Regions from separate parts of the Mus musculus genome. Here region 1 is linked to region 2. Evidence: chromatin contacts called from public Hi-C data. All regions are on one chromosome and are shown on one strand. The core of a region is the stretch at or near the end of the contact, and the rest is flanking DNA. Distances in the headings are between cores, read along the strand shown. Region 1 holds the start of P2ry1 (purinergic receptor P2Y, G-protein coupled 1). Region 2 has its middle 62 kb from the start of P2ry1.

What was found. Hi-C and Micro-C count contacts between places; a contact is called where the count stands out from the background.
Region 1: a contact with region 2 is called in a Hi-C map of liver, with 4 times the contacts expected there. The contact joins the promoter of P2ry1 here to the enhancer-like site in region 2. A contact is called at or near these places in 3 of 39 promoter capture datasets (embryonic stem cells and liver), 6 of 484 Hi-C or Micro-C datasets (liver and peritoneal macrophages), 3 of 115 datasets of contacts at active chromatin or transcription factors (embryonic stem cells and pancreatic cancer cells) and 2 of 9 other capture datasets (liver and pancreatic islet).

Annotation. Positions count from the first base shown.
Region 1 is chr3:61,001,471-61,005,775 of GRCm38.p6, forward strand. P2ry1 (purinergic receptor P2Y, G-protein coupled 1) reads left to right here and starts at 1,315. Exons shown (of 2, transcript NM_008772.5): 1 at 1,315-3,129. The coding sequence starts at 1,972. The coding sequence ends at 3,093.
Region 2 is chr3:60,938,985-60,943,217 of GRCm38.p6, forward strand. No RefSeq gene overlaps it. Among named protein-coding and RNA genes, the nearest start is that of P2ry1, 62 kb to the right of the region's middle. Within about 2 kb of position 2,592, at least 2 of the 459 cell types and tissues checked have an H3K27ac peak or open chromatin away from gene starts, as enhancers often do. A contact at or near this core is called in liver, where this site is marked.

The sequences.
Region 1 (4,305 bases), core at 65-2,564, 61 kb after region 2:
TGAGTGTTTTTAAGGGAACAAAGTCATTTAATATATGAAACTAGAATGAAATGGCTATAGAATATAATCGAAGGTATTCTATCCTCGTACTTTTTTTTTACAAGAAAAAATGTATTTGTTAATATGGCACATAAAATACATTAATCAGTAGATTGTCAAGAAGGGCTTGGTTCCATTCTTGGGTGGGTCTGTTTAATCATGTCTTCAGGTAGGAAACAATCCATTTAGTTTACAATTAAACACTTTTTTTTTATATATTGCCCACATTTTTTATGCATTTGGAACCCTAGACTAAGATTTACAAAAAATAAAATAATTACATTGGTCTCTGTCTAAATTTGAAAGGTATCTACTAGAGGAACAGGCATTTTAAGAAATAAGATTCACAATAAAGCCAAACTGTAAAGTTATCCCTCAACAAATGAACCCTCTTTCTTTATAAAGCTGTGTTTAATATTCAGCTTGATTCAGAATCATTTTCACTGTAGTCTCTATTATTTAAATGTATGTAAATGGTAACTGGAGGTTGGAGGGAGGGCGCTTGTTCTTTCCAGCAAGTGTTAGCAGTCAAGTTGGACTGATGATGTGTGCTGCGTTAACTAAGCAGTTAGACCAGGTTCTTATGTACATTCTCACAATAATGTTACCAGTGATGCCGGTGTATTAGCATTTTTCTAAGTAGTGCAAAAAATAGTATTTGGATAAAGCAAACAACAATAAAAACAAACAGACATGAAGGGCAGAAAGCGACTTGCCCATGCCGCTTACCACCCTCACTCATTCAGAGCTGGCACCCTCTGGGATCAGCAGGTTCCTACACGCGTTGGGCAAAGCAAGGCGCTGTGCAGGGCCAGGGCGTGCCCACCTGCAAACCGCTGGTTGTCTGGAGCCTGCAAACACCTTGCGAGTTCCGGGGAGGCTCCGGAGATGTCTGTCTCAGACTGCTCAGCTCAAAGCTTTAGACACAACGCTGCCAGCGTCCAGAAGGTTTTCAGCGTGTCAGCAACTTCACTTTACAGAGCTAGCTGGTGGAGGACCGAGGAAACCCCTCCAGCCATACGCTGGCCAGAAGCCACCGCTGCCCTAGAGCACCTTTTGTTCTGACCACTGATTCGAGTGGTGGCGGCCTTGCCAGGCGTGCAGGGGCACCGCGATCTCTGCTTCCAGAGGCCACCTCCCGCCCTGGGCGCCCAGCCCTGAGCCGGCGGCCCGGAGCTTGCACGGCGGAGACACGCCCCTTGCCTCCCCGCGGAGCACAGACTCGCCCGGGCTCCTAGGCTCCGCCCACCCCGCTGGGAGCCTGGCTTTCTCTCCTGCCCCCTGCACTCGAGACCCAGCCGAGCGCGGAGACGAGCTGCAGCCTTCATGGACTGTGAGCGGGGTACAGGGTAGGTAGTACGCCAGGGTCCGAGGCCACGCGCTCTCCAAAAGACCTCCAAGGTTGAGCGCGGGCTCAGAATGTGGCCGGAAGAAGAGTCGCGGCGTCCCTGGTGAAGGTCCCGGGTTGCAAGGTAGGGAGTAGGCAGATGGCCAGGCAAAGTTGATCAGAGAGGAGGTGGTTGGCCTGCGCCTTCGGGCCGCTGGGAACAGCCGAACTACTTGGACTTGACCCGCCGCGCCCCAGGCGCTCTGAGCAGCGCCTATCAGTCGCCCTGCGCGGGAGCGCACTTGCAAACTTGGTGGAGGTGCCCTGCGCGTCCTGTTGTGTAACCTCCGCGCCGCCAGCTGGACCGGGAAGTTGCCCGCACGTCCTTCAGCTTAGATCGGTCGCAGCTCCGGGCGAATTTCATGGCCCGCGACAAAAGCGCGGCCAGAGCCGGCGTGGGCGAGCCCCTGCGCGCTCCGACCCGTGGGGAACTCCCGCGCGCGGTCCCTGGCCTGCGCCTCCGATGCGCGCTGAGTCTCTCGCCGCTGCTGCCCGCTCGCCGCGGTCTGCCCTTTCTAGTAGCTGCCTGAGTTGGAAAGAAGAGGATGACCGAGGTGCCTTGGTCGGTTGTCCCCAACGGGACGGATGCTGCCTTTCTGGCGGGCCTGGGCTCGCTTTGGGGAAACAGTACTGTCGCCTCAACTGCAGCAGTTTCCTCTTCATTCCAATGTGCCCTGACCAAGACCGGTTTCCAGTTCTACTACCTGCCGGCTGTCTACATTTTAGTGTTCATCATAGGCTTCCTAGGCAACAGCGTGGCTATCTGGATGTTCGTTTTCCACATGAAGCCTTGGAGCGGCATCTCCGTGTACATGTTCAATTTGGCTCTGGCTGACTTTTTATACGTGCTCACCCTACCAGCCCTCATCTTCTACTACTTCAACAAGACTGACTGGATCTTCGGGGATGCTATGTGCAAGCTGCAGAGATTCATCTTCCACGTAAATCTCTACGGTAGCATCTTGTTCCTCACCTGCATCAGCGCACACAGGTACAGTGGCGTGGTGTACCCTCTCAAGTCTCTGGGCAGGCTCAAGAAGAAGAATGCCATTTATGTCAGCGTGCTGGTGTGGCTCATTGTGGTGGTGGCCATCTCCCCTATTCTCTTCTACTCTGGCACTGGGACTCGGAAAAACAAAACTGTCACCTGCTATGACACCACGTCCAATGATTACCTGCGAAGTTATTTCATCTACAGTATGTGCACGACTGTGGCCATGTTCTGCATCCCTTTGGTGCTGATCTTGGGCTGTTATGGATTAATTGTTAAAGCTTTGATTTACAATGACCTGGACAACTCTCCGCTCCGGAGGAAATCCATTTACCTGGTGATAATTGTCCTGACGGTGTTTGCTGTGTCTTATATCCCTTTCCATGTGATGAAAACGATGAATTTGCGAGCACGGTTGGATTTCCAGACCCCAGAAATGTGTGATTTCAACGACAGGGTTTATGCCACTTATCAGGTAACAAGAGGTCTAGCAAGTCTCAACAGCTGTGTGGACCCCATTCTTTATTTCTTGGCTGGAGATACATTCAGAAGGAGACTGTCCCGAGCCACCAGGAAAGCTTCCAGGAGGAGTGAGGCCAATTTACAATCCAAGAGTGAAGAAATGACTCTCAATATTTTATCTGAGTTCAAGCAGAATGGAGACACGAGTTTGTGAAGGCACGAGATCCTAGCTCCTGAGTTTTGTAACATGGTAGGATGCTCATAGAACAAGATGCTTTTCTTCCTAAGTTCCTAGTAATGTAAGAGAATTCTCCAAAGAAGAAAGTCGTGAGTCTAAAAATTAAGAAGCATCAATTTGATGCACATATCCACATTTATTGTTCTTTCCTGTAATCTCCTTTCTTACTGAATAGAAGTATGTGTAATAAACACTTCCCCTTCCTCCTTTTCAATTCACAGGCTTTTTTTCTGTTGAGAGAGAGAGAGAGAGAGAGACAGAGAGAGAGAGAGAGAAAGAGAATGTGTAACAGAGCAATTTTGATATTAAAAATGTCTCCAAGAAAACTGGCCACCTGGAACTTGAACCTGTGATTTGTTCAGCCTGTGTTGCTTTGAATAGCTCTTGGCATAAACAAAATAAAATCTATCCTTTAAACAATTTGGCATAGTATAATGAAATACTGGTTAGTCCATTGAATAGTGAGCAGATAGATGCCTTGATGTTCATGTCTTTCAGTTCCTCAGAAGCATACATGGTCGCTGATGTTATCTGGGGAATTGAATAGAAAAATAAAATCAATGAACTTTTCTGTGAGTAAAAAGGAGCATTTCCGGTTATTTCTGGAAAACTGATTAATAAACATCACTTCTTAAATGTTTGGTGGTGGGAGGCTGCAGATATCATATTATTGCCAAGATACGCTTAAAATAATTGAACTGCATGTGTTTTTCTTATAAATACTGTGGACTCCTAGGCTTCCTGGGATAAATAGTTCTCCCTTGCACCACTGCTGTGCAGTGTCTTAGGACTCTGTGTTCCAAGACAAGGGCTCCCTCACATCTGTGAAAACAATTTTGAGAAATCCCAGTTAAATTTTAGACTAAAGGGTGAAGGCAGCCCTTAAGGTGGAGCCCTTAGCAGATTGTGGGGTAGTGGGCGGGACTGTCGATGTTTCAGAAGGCCATGCTTGACAAGGGGCTCTCTGCAGCTGGAGGTGAGGAGAGTTCAAAAGGAAGGACGTAAAACTAAAAAATAATGGCAGGGTTCTATCTGTCTCTTCAGGGTTCTTCAAAATATTAAATGCAGAATGAAAGGGGAGTCAAGGAAATCACTTAGGTGTTCCATGATGGTGGAAAGCTGGTATCTGTTAACAAGGTGAAACCTTTCGATGACTTTTTAAATAATAAAAAAAAGCAAGGAGAAAAT
Region 2 (4,233 bases), core at 1,342-3,841:
ACCTCTCTGACTGACCTTTGCTGGGAGCTGAGGCTATCTGGATCACCGACTGGAATGGTTTTCTCCATGAAGGTCAGAGATGAGTGGGTTCTGCCATGGTAGACAGCACAGAAGGCTGAGCTAATTTCCCTCACCAAGGCCTTGGGACTTGGGGCTGGCAAGAAAATTAATATCTACAGAGATAGCAGGTATGCCTTTGCCACAGCCCAACTTTATGCGGCTATATACCAAGAGAGAGGACTGCTCACATCAGAGGGAAAATAAAAAAGGAAGGAAATCTTGGATCTCTTGGATGTCCTGATGAAGCTGGTAACTATGAGTATTATTCATTGCCTAAGACATCAGAAGGGAAGAAACACTGTGGCCCAGGTCAATAACCAGGAAGGTCATGTAGCTAGAGAAGTGGCTATGCAGGAACCTATCCTGGTTATGGGCCTGCAAGAGACACCCTTTGGAGAATGGGGCTGGACTAAGGATGGCCTCACTTAGAATATACAGAAAAAGAAAGGATTCAGGTTGCTAGCCACCCTACCAAATATTACCTAGAAAAGGAAGGACAATGATGCACACAAGAATGGAGAACTATGCTCCCCAGAAAGCAAGCAAAAGACTTACTAGGCCAAATGCACAGATAGACTCATTTAGGGGATTAAAAAGCTTGTCCAAGCAGCTAAGAGATCTAAAGTATATATAGTGCACCTCAGGCTTTGGGCCCAAGAGATAGCAGAACAGTGTAAGGTATGCCAGCAAGTGAATGCTTATGCAGCCAAAAGTAAACAGGGCAAAAGACCTAGTGGAGAACACCCTGGAGTATATTGGGAGGTCAATTTTACAGAAGTTATGCCAGGAAAATATGGTTACAGATACCTTCTAGTGTCTGTGGATACTTTCTCTGAGTGGGTTGAGGCTTTCTCCACCAAGCAGGAAACAGCTGCTGTGGTAGCCAAGAAGATATTGGAGGAAACTTTCCCCAGGTTTGGATTGTTCAAGGTAATTGGATGGAACAGCAATCCTGCTTTTGTTTCTAAGGTAAGTCAGGAATTGGCAGGGATATTGGGAACTAATTGGAGGCTCCATTGTGTGTACCATCCCCAGAGATCACGGCAGGTAAAGAGAATGAACAGAACCCTAAAAGATTTCTTAACTCTATTGTCCTAGGAGACTGGTGCTGACTGGATTGTGTTCCTTCCTCTGGCCCTATTGGGAACCCAGAACACTCCCTACCATTTTAACATGACCCCTTTTGAGATCATGTATGGGACCCCCCACTACCTTGACCCCAGCTCTTGTCCCCCCATCCCAAGAGTGACTTTTCAGGCTAACAAGGATCTTATGTCTTGATTGCAAGATTTTCAGATCACCCACCAGGAACTGTGGCCTAAATTTAGTGCCCTGTATAACACAGATATCCCAGAAGTTCCAAATGAGTACCAAGTTGGAGATTGGGTATATGTGAAGAAGCATCATGCTGAAAACTTGGTAGCAAAGTGGAAAGGGCCATTCCTGGTGTTGTTGACCACGCTGACCTCCGCTGAAGTGGATGGAGTGACTGCTGGGGTGCATGTAACTCATATCAGACCAGCACCTTCACCTGAAGCCAAATGGATAGCAGCCAGACACCAAGCAACTCCCTCAAGCTCAAGATCACGTACCCTTCTGCAAGGCCAGAAAAACCATGAGAAAACTATGGTGTATCTTCCTTCTGGCACTGAGCCTCAGTAACCCCTACAATCCTACCAAAGTGACTTTGTAAGTACTGGGGATGTAGCTTAATCCACTATGAGGAATACCTGCCTTATATCTGGTGGCCCAAACCTATGTTTGATCTCTGTAAGTCAGTGGTGGGCCTTGACTCCTGGAATATCTCTCCCCTAGAGACACAGGGAGGAATTACCTGAATATTGGGGATGAGCAACTTGTAAGTCTAAACCATGTCCCAGAAGCAGCCTTAGAGGGTGGGGCTTAGAGTGAGGACACCGGAAGTTGAGCAATGTCTTGTGAGGAGTCCCCATATCTGTGTGTACCCAGACGGGAGAAGCCAGCAGTAGGCCCATCAGTGACGTAGAGAGGGGGAAAACCACTTTTTCTCTGCTACCTGGTGGTGTAAAACATCAGGAAGCACACACTGGAGACCATTTTGTGGGTAGTTAAAGATTCAATGGCCAAAATGAGAGAAGGGATAGCCAAGAAGAAGAAAGAAAGAGAACAGATTCAGGACTGGTTCAGACTCTCAGTTTAACTCCTTCCCTTGGTTAACCACCCTCATATTCACCTTGTTAGGGCCCCTAATTGTTCTGCTGTTGTTGACCTTTGAACCCTGCATATTGAACAAGCTTTATTAAAAAGAGAATAGGAGCAGTGCAACTGATGGTCCTGCGCCAACAATATTAGACCTTGAGGACAGGACCTGCAGGATATGAGTTAGTTACCCAAGTTAGTTGCCCTGAGTATAGCTCCAGAATTGGAGATTGTACAAGGAAAAGGGAGGGGGAAATGAGGGACCCTAGGGGCTTTTTCCAGTCCTGCACTCTCCTTACAGCTTCTTCCTCCCACCTGGGATCAAGGCTAGGCCACGTCCCATTCCCCAGCCACAGGAACACTCTTGATCAAAAATTTCTCAGAATGTACTGACTGATAGTTACCTGACCCTCTGGAAAGTTCCAGGTAAAGTTCAAATGAGTGTCATAATTGCTAGCCAATAGATTTAAAGGTCAATATGCTTAGCAAATAAGGTTGAACTGTAACCTTGCTGATGTAACCTGTGCCCCTAAAAAGTATAAAAACTGCTTGTAATAACCATTTGGGTTCACTTGCATTGAGAGACTAATTGAGTGTTGACTCCATCGTGCTAGAAAATAAACCTTTTGCTTTTGAAAATAAAAATAAAAAACAAAAACAAACAAACACCCCAATGCACCCAGTTGGCCAGTAGCACTGTTTGCATCTACAACAGCAGAAACAAAAGGTGTTTTCTCAAAACTTGGAGAGTGTTTGAAATCAGGAGAAAGAAATATAATATCATGGAGACCAGAGCTTACTTTATTGTGTGCTCTTTAGAGATGTGCTCTCTAGAATTGCCAAGGAAGAAAAGGCAAGGGGAAAGTGGGAAAAAAGAAGAAAGGAATGAAAGAAGAAAAGAAGAGAAAGAATAAAATAAAGGCAAAGAAGGTCAGGATGTAGATAGTGAGTAATATTTCTTACATAATACAAATATGGAATGACACAGACTTTCTCACCAAGCATGCTAGATTGGCTGGCCAGTGAATGCCAGGAACTGGCCTGTCTCTATCGCCTCATTTCTAGGATCATAGAGGCAAACCTCTTCTACACTCTTTTGTTTTGGTGTGGGATCTGAGACCCAAATCCAGGACCTAATGCTTGCAAGGGAAGCACTTAATAGGCTGAACTCCCTTCTCACACCCCTCAGTTATTATTTCATCATGCCCTTTATTTAATATTCTAAAAATGACTAGTGCTTCTCACATCTAAGTTTCTGGTATGAGCCATCCATACTTATCAGTCAGAGAGAACACACTCACTCTGAAGTACTCTATCAATATGGGACAAAACAAACCAAATTCGATTAATACCTGATTTTCTAGGCTTTTAGTTCCACATAAATTGTTTGCACTGGCATGTGATGAGGTAACTGAAATTAAGGAACTAAATAATTTCCTAGGCAAATGTAATAATATTTCTATGAGCACTCAACTTTTATTCTCTTTGTGTTTGCTTTATGTCAAAGGAGGTTAGAGCTAATTCACTAGTACCATGGCTAAGTAAAACTATGATCTTGCCTAAGTATAGCCACTACCCTTTCTTACATACTTGTTAGCTTCTGCCTATTGATGGACTTTTAGTTGATCTATGTCACTAATTCCTATTGTTCAGGGAACCTTAGGTTTCAATAACACAGATTGATACTTTCCACTCCTGTAATGGACATATTAACATTTGAATTCTTCTCATTGTGCTTAAGCCTTACGTAACCTGAGTCAAAGAGGGGTTTGGATGTATCTTCTTAGACAATACATGTCTTTTCTGATGGCAGATATGAAATGGGTATATAACCTGCTATCTAGATATTCGTCTTTACCACTTTTAATGTTGAAGAAATCATAAAGTATCAGAGGTTATTTAGAAATTACACATTGAAGAATTACATGTAAAAGGGAACACTGAATAACATGAAGAATCTATTGCTTAGTGCCTGAATCTTCCTAATGGCATTGC